Regions from separate parts of the Gossypium arboreum genome. Here region 1 is linked to region 2. A link is a contact called in public Hi-C data. All regions are on one chromosome and are shown on one strand. Each heading gives the region's core, a stretch centred on a gene start, on an enhancer-like site or on the middle of the called end of the contact. The rest is flanking DNA. Distances are from core to core; before and after follow the strand shown. Region 1 holds the start of LOC108483026 (transmembrane emp24 domain-containing protein p24beta2-like). Region 2 holds the start of LOC108483233 (SEC14 cytosolic factor-like).

The links. A called contact is a pair of places that touch in the nucleus more often than the background predicts.
Region 1: a Hi-C map of leaf shows a contact between it and region 2, with 2.3 times the contacts expected there. The contact joins the promoter of LOC108483026 here to the promoter of LOC108483233 in region 2. A contact is called at or near these places in 2 of 5 Hi-C or Micro-C datasets (both in leaf).

Annotation. Positions count from the first base shown.
Region 1 is chr1:108,445,511-108,450,399 of ASM2569848v2, reverse strand. It overlaps LOC108483026 (transmembrane emp24 domain-containing protein p24beta2-like), which reads right to left and starts at 2,834. Exons shown (of 5, transcript XM_017786201.2): 1 at 2,682-2,834; 2 at 1,925-2,134; 3 at 1,130-1,316; 4 at 929-1,036; 5 at 1-268. The coding sequence starts at 2,134. The coding sequence ends at 135.
Region 2 is chr1:108,312,231-108,316,805 of ASM2569848v2, reverse strand. LOC108483233 (SEC14 cytosolic factor-like) reads right to left here and starts at 2,921. Exons shown (of 12, transcript XM_017786514.2): 1 at 2,654-2,921; 2 at 2,320-2,393; 3 at 2,188-2,216; 4 at 1,256-1,339; 5 at 1,101-1,154; 6 at 818-895; 7 at 557-610; 8 at 17-76. The coding sequence starts at 2,374.

The DNA.
Region 1 (4,889 bases), core at 1,585-4,084, 130 kb before region 2:
CAATGATAAATCTAAAGACTCAAAAACAGAAAACGTCACTGATTTCATAAATTCATTGTATGTATCAAGTGCCTGAGATGACAATAGTCTGCATGATCCTATAGCTAATGAAACATTGCAGTGCAGTGCTAAAACTAAACCCGGGACATTCCAAGCTTTCGTTCAAAAAGGCGGCGGAGTAGGTAAACTTGAAGAACACTCGCTCCAATTAGTGCTGCAGATTCGTAAAAGGCCTTGTGTACTGCTCTTTTACTCATGGCTTCATTTACTGCATTTATAGTAACAGAGAATCATTAGAAGAAAAAGTAATCAACTGGAAAGGAATCATGAGAGCAATTCAAGCAATGCCTACATTAAAGGGTTCTTTTTCCTTGAATAATATCTATTAGCACCAGCGTCTCAAAAACATATATTTTTTTATCATACAATATTGAGGGAAAGGGAAAGGGGAAAGGGTGACTAGATTTGAACCCATGTCATCTAGTTCTAGCCGAGTCTTGACCAAAAAAAAGAATGGTTTCACCTAAATTCTTTTTCATCCTCATGATATGCAACAAAGCTTAGATTACTTCTATGATTTATAAAAAAAAAAAAAAATGCATATTTACATGTATCGAAACAAACTTTTCAGCCATTCAGTGAGCAAAATATGTCAAAAAGTGACTCCTAGCATACAAGTCTAAAGTATCTAATAAACATAGTCTAGCAACCTAAATCATATAAGTTTTAAAACATAACGAAGTGACACTTTATTGTAATTCACAATTGAATCTAACAATTGTCTCGAATTGATTCAAAGTAAAGGCTTCAGCTACCTATGAGTTTGAAGGTATGGTAACAGATACACAAGTCTCAAAGGTATCAAAGACGGAACATCGTCCACAGCTGTCTGTAATTAAAAATAAAAAAAAGTTTAATACGAATATACCTATTGCCTGACGTTCTGTCTGAGCCTCTAACCAGTGCTGTTCAAACTGGATGTTATAAAGAGCTTCCTCTAACTTAGATATTTGCTCTAACAAAGGGTTGAAATGCTCTGCAGAGAAGCATAAGAACAGCACTCAGTACTCTTTATATTAAAGGTTCGACAGCAAAAGAGAAACATAAAAGCAAACAGAAAACGACTCACCATCCTTTGCATGCTGATCATAGTATGTAAAATGACTTTCATGTACATCAAAGTCAACCGTTTCATAGTAAGGAGATTTATTACTGAAACAGAAACGGTGTATTCCTTTCTGATGAGCAACAAACTCAAATTTCTCACTTATCTTGTCTCGATAGTCTTGAATCTGATCACCGGTAGGTCCCTTCACCTAATAATCGCAACAAGTAGGAAGCAAAATAAGATTGTTAAATTTGAGTTCCTGAAAAATTTATGCAAATAGGCAATTCAAAAGAAAAAGAGAATCTTTATATTCATCTTATCGTTTGACTTGAAAGCACTATAAGTAAAAAATTTTATGACCCTATTTTCAGAATCCAACTTATTCAGATCAAGACGACTTATTACCACCTAAAGCACCATGGAACTTTGTAGAGAAAGAACAACCCCTAATAATCGCCTTAGCAGCTGATAGGTTCCTAAAAGTGGAAAATTTGGAATCTGTTTCCATTTCTTGTCCAATACAAGAGTATATTGTTGATGGACTAGAAACTTATGTTTTTCATGTAATACAAACTATAATTTCAAATTCGATTTTGGACTTTGAGAAAAGGGCTCATAATCAGTATAAGTAATAGAGGAGTCAGATCTGATTTAGATCCACAAGATCACCAATTCTAAAATACTATTCTCTTGCAGTTCACACTCTTAACTATGCCCTAAGTAAGAAACTGAACTACATGCTAGCAGTTGAAGCATAAGGAACGAATGACAATGTCGAAACCAAATTAGCCGTAATAAGGAGAAGAGGAAGCTTACCACCAGATCAACACCCTCATGACTATTATGCCAAGTTGAATCAGCCTTGATGACAACAAACGACACATGAATTGTATCCCCTTCATACTTAACATCGTGAGAGAAGCATTCTTCTCTATCAATTACGAATCTAATTCCATACACGGCATTCAGGCTACACAAGAATGCTAGCAATGCAACAGCTACAAATACAAGGAACCCGATTTTCATCTGCAAATTACATAGTCAACGGATCCAAGTTATGAAACATGATAAACAATATGAATATATTGCACTAGTTTGATTGTACATACATCAAAGTATATAAAATCAAATGCCAAGAGATTAATGCGTTTCAAAAACCACTGGGAACTAAAAAAAACCATGAAAACTAATAATTTATAAACAGTAACAACAGAAATTCCGCGAGAAATTCCGAAACAAGTCATGGAATTGAAAACCCAGAGAAATTCCCACCATCTTTTTTCTTTTTCTTATCTTTCAAGTTCATGATAATTGATTAAAACCAAGAAATTTTTTAACACCAAAAAACATTAAAAAAACTAAAAACTTATTCGAACCTGAAAATTCCCAAGCAAAACCCACAATAATTAAAGCAAAAACAAAGAAGAAAGCATATAAACAAGGTGGGATTAGACGAATGATCTATTCAGTGTATTAGGAAAAAGGCAGGAAAACAATTCAAAACTAGATCAAAACTATGAAAGTCAAAAACAAAAGCTACAAAATTTAATTAAAAATAATAAATAAAGTTTACCTTTTTGGGTGTTTTTTTTTTTCTTTGCCTTATTTGAAGAGTTTAGAAGAAGGTGAAAGATTAGATCTTTCGAGGCGTTTTGAAGACAGAAACAGTACAAGAGATGGAGAGAGAAGAGTTATATAGGAGTTCGGCACTTTTGAAGAGGGGTCTAATGGGGCTGTCTTTGACATGGTAATAATCACCTGTATCACACCTACACAATAACATCTTTTTCTAAGGAAATTCCAGCGTTGCCCTGTTGTCTTTTTTTAATGGTCTTGAAATTTATTTGAAGTTGTTTTTCATAATAAAATTGGTGGTCGAGTGCATTAAATTATTACTTCATTAATTCCATTTATTCGATTAAAATTTTAAAAATTTATATAAGAAATTTCATTTGTTATATATAGATTCGTAAGTCAATTAATCTAACATATTATTCTGGAATGATATTTCATCTAATATTTAATTTAATTCATCCAATGAACTTATTTAATATGATTTAATTTTGAAAACTATAGCAAAAAGAAAATAAATTCTAAATATTTGACTTTATTTTTACTTTACAATTATAATATGTCTATGCTAATATAATCTTTTTCATTTAATTTAATATTAGGATTAACCGAGTTTCACGTGTATAATGGTACCAAATTAAACTTTATGTGTAATTTTGAGATTTATTCAAATTTGAAATTATATATATTTGAAAACTATTTTAAAACAAAATAAGAGAAAAATACTTTAGTATGATAAACTTAAATAGTTAATTTACTTATTTAGGTCTCAAAACTATTATTTTAGAATTTTTAAACTTTTTTATATATTCTTTAGAATTTTATTTTTTATTTTATAATTTTTAAAAATATAAATTGTTGAATTTTTATAAATATTTAGATTTTTATAAATTAATTTGATTTTTTTTGAAAATTTTTAAATTTTTGTTGAGAGTGATCAATTTGTTCATTTTCAAAATTGGGTAGGGACCAAAGGGGTACTTACGCCAAAGTTCGATACGACTCCAACTCTAAACTCAAATTACTTATACGATTTGGCTCAAAAATATCAAATAACTCGATTCAATTAACTCGAAATTTAATATTTTTTAAATTGAACTGAGTCTTGTTCACCGCTAAAACAATGTACAATTAGCTTTTATTAAGGTCTATTGGTTCTGTGTAAATATTATTGGAGAAATGTGTGGAAGGAAAAAACATCAAATTGTTTGCTTGACAGGCAAGGCATGGAATACTTCCCACTACAACATAGATTGCTTTTACTTTGATTTCTAATTATTTTAGATGCCAATGGTGTGCTGCGCTTAGGGAGGATGTGGTGCATCCGATGAGGGATTGCTTTGTGTCCTTTAAGGCATTGAGAAAGTAAGAATTATCTCTAAGAAAGTAAAAAGTATGCATTTTGATTTTTTTCATCTATATTTTGATTTGACACCTTATCTTACCTCATAGGCTACGACTTGTTCGATGAAAAGTGCAAAAGGAAAATGTGATGAAGATTAATACAAATGGAGCCTTTGATGAGCAAGATCAAGCTGATCTTTTGGGCATGTTGGTGAAGGACAGTAATGGATTGGTAGTAGAAGTTTGTGCACATCTAAGCGTAGAGTGTGATGTGTGTAAATATGATGGATACTTGTGCAAATATTGTGGGCTTCAGTATGTGCTTGATCAATGCTTTGTCGGTGTTGTTATTGAAACTTATGCATATTGCCTGATCATTAAGCTTTAACAATATTCAATGGATTTTACTTTGTTTGGTCTTCTTCTAAAAGAGGTTTAGTCTTTAGTTTTAAATTTAGGTAAACTATAAAGGATGCGGTGCATACGATGAGGGGTTGTTTTGTGTCCTTTAAGGCATTAAGAAAGTAAAAATTATCTCTAAGAAAGTAAGAAGTATGCATTTTGATTTTTTTTATTTATATCTTGATTTGACACATTATCTTACCTCATAGGCTACGACTTGTTCGATGAAAAGTGCAAAAGGAAAATGTGATGAAGATTAATACAAATGAAGCCTTTGATGAGCAAGATTAGGCTGACCTCTTAGGCATGTTGGTGAAGGACAGTAATGGATTGGTGGTAGAAGTTTGTGCACATCTAAGCGTAGGGTGTGATGTGTGCAAATATGGTAGATACTTGTGCAATTATTGTGGGCTTCAGTATGTGCTTGATCGATGCTTTGACGGTGTTGTTATTGAAACTTATG
Region 2 (4,575 bases), core at 1,672-4,171:
GCAGCGTCATACCCACCAATACAACACGGTCTCGGTATTCATTCATTTGAATGTGCGACTGTACATAGTAATTCACCTGCAACACAGGATGACAGATTTAAGGGTTATAGAAATAACCCAACAGTGCATGCTGAAGCACATGCTCGTACTAAAAGATGCCTTCCACCCAACAATTTTCCCTTTCTAACACATTAAGTATCCAATTCTTCTAGTATTATTAATTAAACATGTCCGCAAGAAGGACAAAGTGTTAATGAAAGAGAAAAAAGAATGCAGTTATGGTCAATTTCCAGGAGAAAATGGTGCCAATTTCCAAGTAACTTGTGCCCTCAATTAAGGTCTTGTATTTGTGCATTTAAACATAAAACACAACTAACTTTGTCCTAATAGATTATACTGGACACAAGTTAACTTTTTGCAGAAAAACATATGGGTACTTAAAAGCTCAATAGTGTGCCTTTGGATGATTTCTTTCAACAACCGTTTCAAATATCAAACCAGACTCCAAAGTCTGCAATGCCAAATTTAGAAATACAATGAGATATGATGTCCTTACAGATGCTTTGTCATATGTGCTGAGCCCAACACCAATAGCAATGACAGGAAGACCCTGCAAATGTCAGAAGGAATGAGGCAGTTAATCACCAAGGAAGCTCTTTCGAATGTAACAAAAGTTTTCCTTCCAAAGAAAGGGATACATAATAACAATATATTCTACATATTGTCACGTCAAAACAAATGAGTTACTAAAACCAGTTGCAGGACAATCACAATAAATATGAATATGAAGATATATCCCAATGGAATAAGTAAATACCTCTTTTGAGTAACCCGACAATCCTACAAGCTGAGAATCTCGAACTGCTCTATATAAGTCAGTGGGGATAATTGGTTTCTACATAATGAAAAAGTAAAATGAGTTATCTCATGAATCAACAATTGCCAGAACAAATTTTATCAGTTACCGCTGAAGCTATTTTTTACAGCTGAGTCAACCACACAAGTCAGTATGATCTCTATAAGAGTATATACACATGGTTTTGCAATATCATAAATCGAAAGATATAAGAAATCAATTAGGGTTCAAAGGAAAAACTCACCGCTAATATGTTGTCAATCTCATTCTGAATTCTCCATTGTAAGCAGTCAATTAACTGCACCAGGGAACAAATTACGATTTAATAAACAGAAAAAAAAATGGTATACTTGATGCACAACATTTAATTATAGCTTAAGTGCACCAGGTGAATCTCACCATTTTATGGGCTTTCTGAACATTCCAATCTCTCGCTTTGAGAAACCGTACTAAAGTTTCAGTTGGATACCCTTGGTGCATGTTCTGCAGACCGGGATAACCAACGTTAAATAAAACCTCAGCTGATCATAGTACAAACCAGAAATGCAAAAGGCTGTATTCATCTATCCTATCCAGATGTCAGGTATAGATCATTGTAAAGATTTTAATTCCTTCAGGACACCTCAAATGTCAGTAAAAAGTAGTGGCACTGGGACAGACACTCGTAAGTAATTTATTTATCTACACACCACACTTAGCCTTAGATACTTTATGACGCTGCTAAAATCTAGATATCCAACTTGTATAGTTATATCTGTAGATACTTGATTTTGGCAACTAATATTTTTGTTTCTCCTTAGGTATAAATAAACTTATTTTGCAGGAACTTGCATAGGTAACCTGGAAAAAGTAATCTACAAATATTTTAAGAATAACATCATGTTTCAGTAACTAATCAAAAAGGTCATGCCAGAAGCTAGTAGTAACCGAGATTTGAGTAACTCTTTGCCAAGGTACACAACTAAGTAACTACACCCCAGAAACTAGTTAAATACTGAGAATGAGACCAAGTTCAACACAGAAGCAACTACAACTTCACAGAACAAAAAAAAAAAAAAAAAAAAAAAAGAAGAAGACTATAATTGAGATAAATCAAGCAAGAGATAGATCAGGATCAACTCAGAAAAGAAACAGTTAAATATGAAATTGCATGACACCAAGCAATCAGATCAAGTCCTAAGCAAAAGTTCTAGTAACTAAAAGAAACTTGCCTAATTGTTACTACAAAAAGAAAAAGGAAAATCTAATCTGTATTTTCTATTTTCTCTTCAGCTCATTATCTCACCACCCAATTATTTAAATAAAAAGAAGAAGAGAAGAAGAAGACTAACCTGAAATGTGCTCTTCATTCGCTCATCAACTGTTGGCCAAATTTTCCCAAAAAGAAAAATGTTAGTGATTTACAGACCAAAACAAAAGAAACCCAAGAACACAGAAATGGTTTTTTCCCCCTTTAATCTCACCAGTTTCCATCAAGGAAAGAAATTGCTTAATAGCTTCTTGATGAGCATTGCTCATTTTCGCTTTCTGCTTTTTCCTTTCTCACGAACAAGAAGAGAAAAAAAAAAAGATAGTAAAGAACAAAACTTCGATAACAAAAATTAAAACTTTAACTAAAAACAAAGCTGTAGTGCTACTCAGTTCTCATTGTTGCTCTCTTTATAGCTTGAGTTTAAATATTTAAGCTTAAGAATCACAAAAAGAGATGCAAGTAAATAAAAGAGCAAAACATTTTTTAGAAAGAAATAAAAAAAAAAAGAATAAAAACCGAAACTATTGAAATCTGGGGTTCCTTACTTTTTTTCTTTTTTTTCGAATGCAGCTGCTTTAAAAGATATTATTAAAGAAAAATATCGTTTGCTTTTTATGAAGTGAACGGTTAAAAATATAAAGAAAAATTATTCTTATAAATATGAAGTATTTATGCCTAAGGTCAATTAAGGTTTTAATTTTAAAAATTAATCAATATAAACAAAAAAGAATTGATGGGTACTTGTCTTAGACCTTGCCACATCTAAAGGGGCATGCGTCCCCATACCACTTGTTTCTAGTTTTACTTTGGATTAATGGCTCACCCTTTGCCTCAACAATATAGGTCATAGATTTCTTTTTGTATGAAGTCCGTCCTTTTTTATTACAATATTTGACATGTTTTTATCTTACATAAACTTATAAAGAAAGAGATAATACTTATAAATTATAAAAATAGTCATTTTTATTTGTTTTAAATTACGTTTTAATCACTTATGTTATCATTTTGTTATGAGGTGGTCACTCTACCGTTGAGCTTCGTTACCTCCTTAACAGTGGTCCTACGTGACGGTCCAAATAGATTTTAAATGTCAACTTTGATGTCTTATGTGCCAGTCCAAATTAAATTTATTTAATTAAAAACCTATCTTTATCTCAGCAACTAGACATCCAAGTTGACTTTTAAAATACATTTAGATTACCACGTAGGACTACCATTAGGGAGATAACAGTAAAGTGACTACTTCATAACAAGACAATAACGTAAGTGACTAAAATATAAAATTTTAAACATAAATAATTAAAATATAAATCGAGGTAAACAAAATAAATTATTTTTATAATTTATCTATGTTTATCATATAACTATTTTAACATATTTTTATTAGGTATTGGTCATATAGCTAACACCAATCTAATCGTATGGATTAAAATTTGATTGATTTTATAGCTGTTTATATTTATAACTTATTTTCTTTCGTTATATGGAATTGCTTATACTAGTATAGATCAACTAAATTAATTGAATTAAATAGCAAATTTAATGGTTCACATGCTTTCTTTGTAGTGCAATTAAAAGGTAAAGGTAAAGTGATGTGGTTATGGGGATAGAATCATATGTATATATAAAGAATGCATGTCTTTGAAGTTTCATTCATTGCATGTTTTCCATTTCAATATATATTTCTAATTATGTTTGTGTGTGGCTAATAAGAGAGAGAGAGGGGCATATGTACTTGTTCACATCACTACTATTTAGAAAGAATATATAGAGATTAGATACAGGATAGATGCTGAGCTTTGTTCATAATTGCACTCACTCACTATATTATTTATAAATAATAACAAGTTTCAATAATTAAGCTAATTAATAAGAATGTTCCCATGTGTTGCTTGCTCCATCATCAAACATTTCACATGAATAGTTTGACGTCATATATATAATTAATGTTTCTCAAAATTATTTTAACTTGGTTTTTTTTTTTTTTGAATTTTCATGTGATTGTAATTCACATGTATTGGATTGATTAGGGTTTATGTTCCCCACTATTTTTATATTATATATATTGATACGAATCGTTTATAATTATATTTTAAAATTTTATTGTTTCGCTATCTTTTTTTTTCATAATTGGATTTGTGAATGTAGGCCTTGATTGAGGTGTGGTAAGAGTTGTAAAAGGTTTTGTGCTAATATTAGAATTGGGTTTATATAAAATGTTTCTTTTAACTTTCAAATTAAGTAAATTGGTCTTTTTTTAAATTAGAGTAATTTAATTCTTGTTAAATTCAAAAGTCAGTAATTAAGTATAATTAATTATGAGATTAATTTTTTTTGTTAGTTGTACATAATTTTGATTGGTATAATAACACACTTAACCCTTAAATTTTACACGTTTTGTCAATTTGGTAATTATTTAACAAATTTAGCTCGCAACATTCATGTAAATGTGTAAATGTTAAGGCTA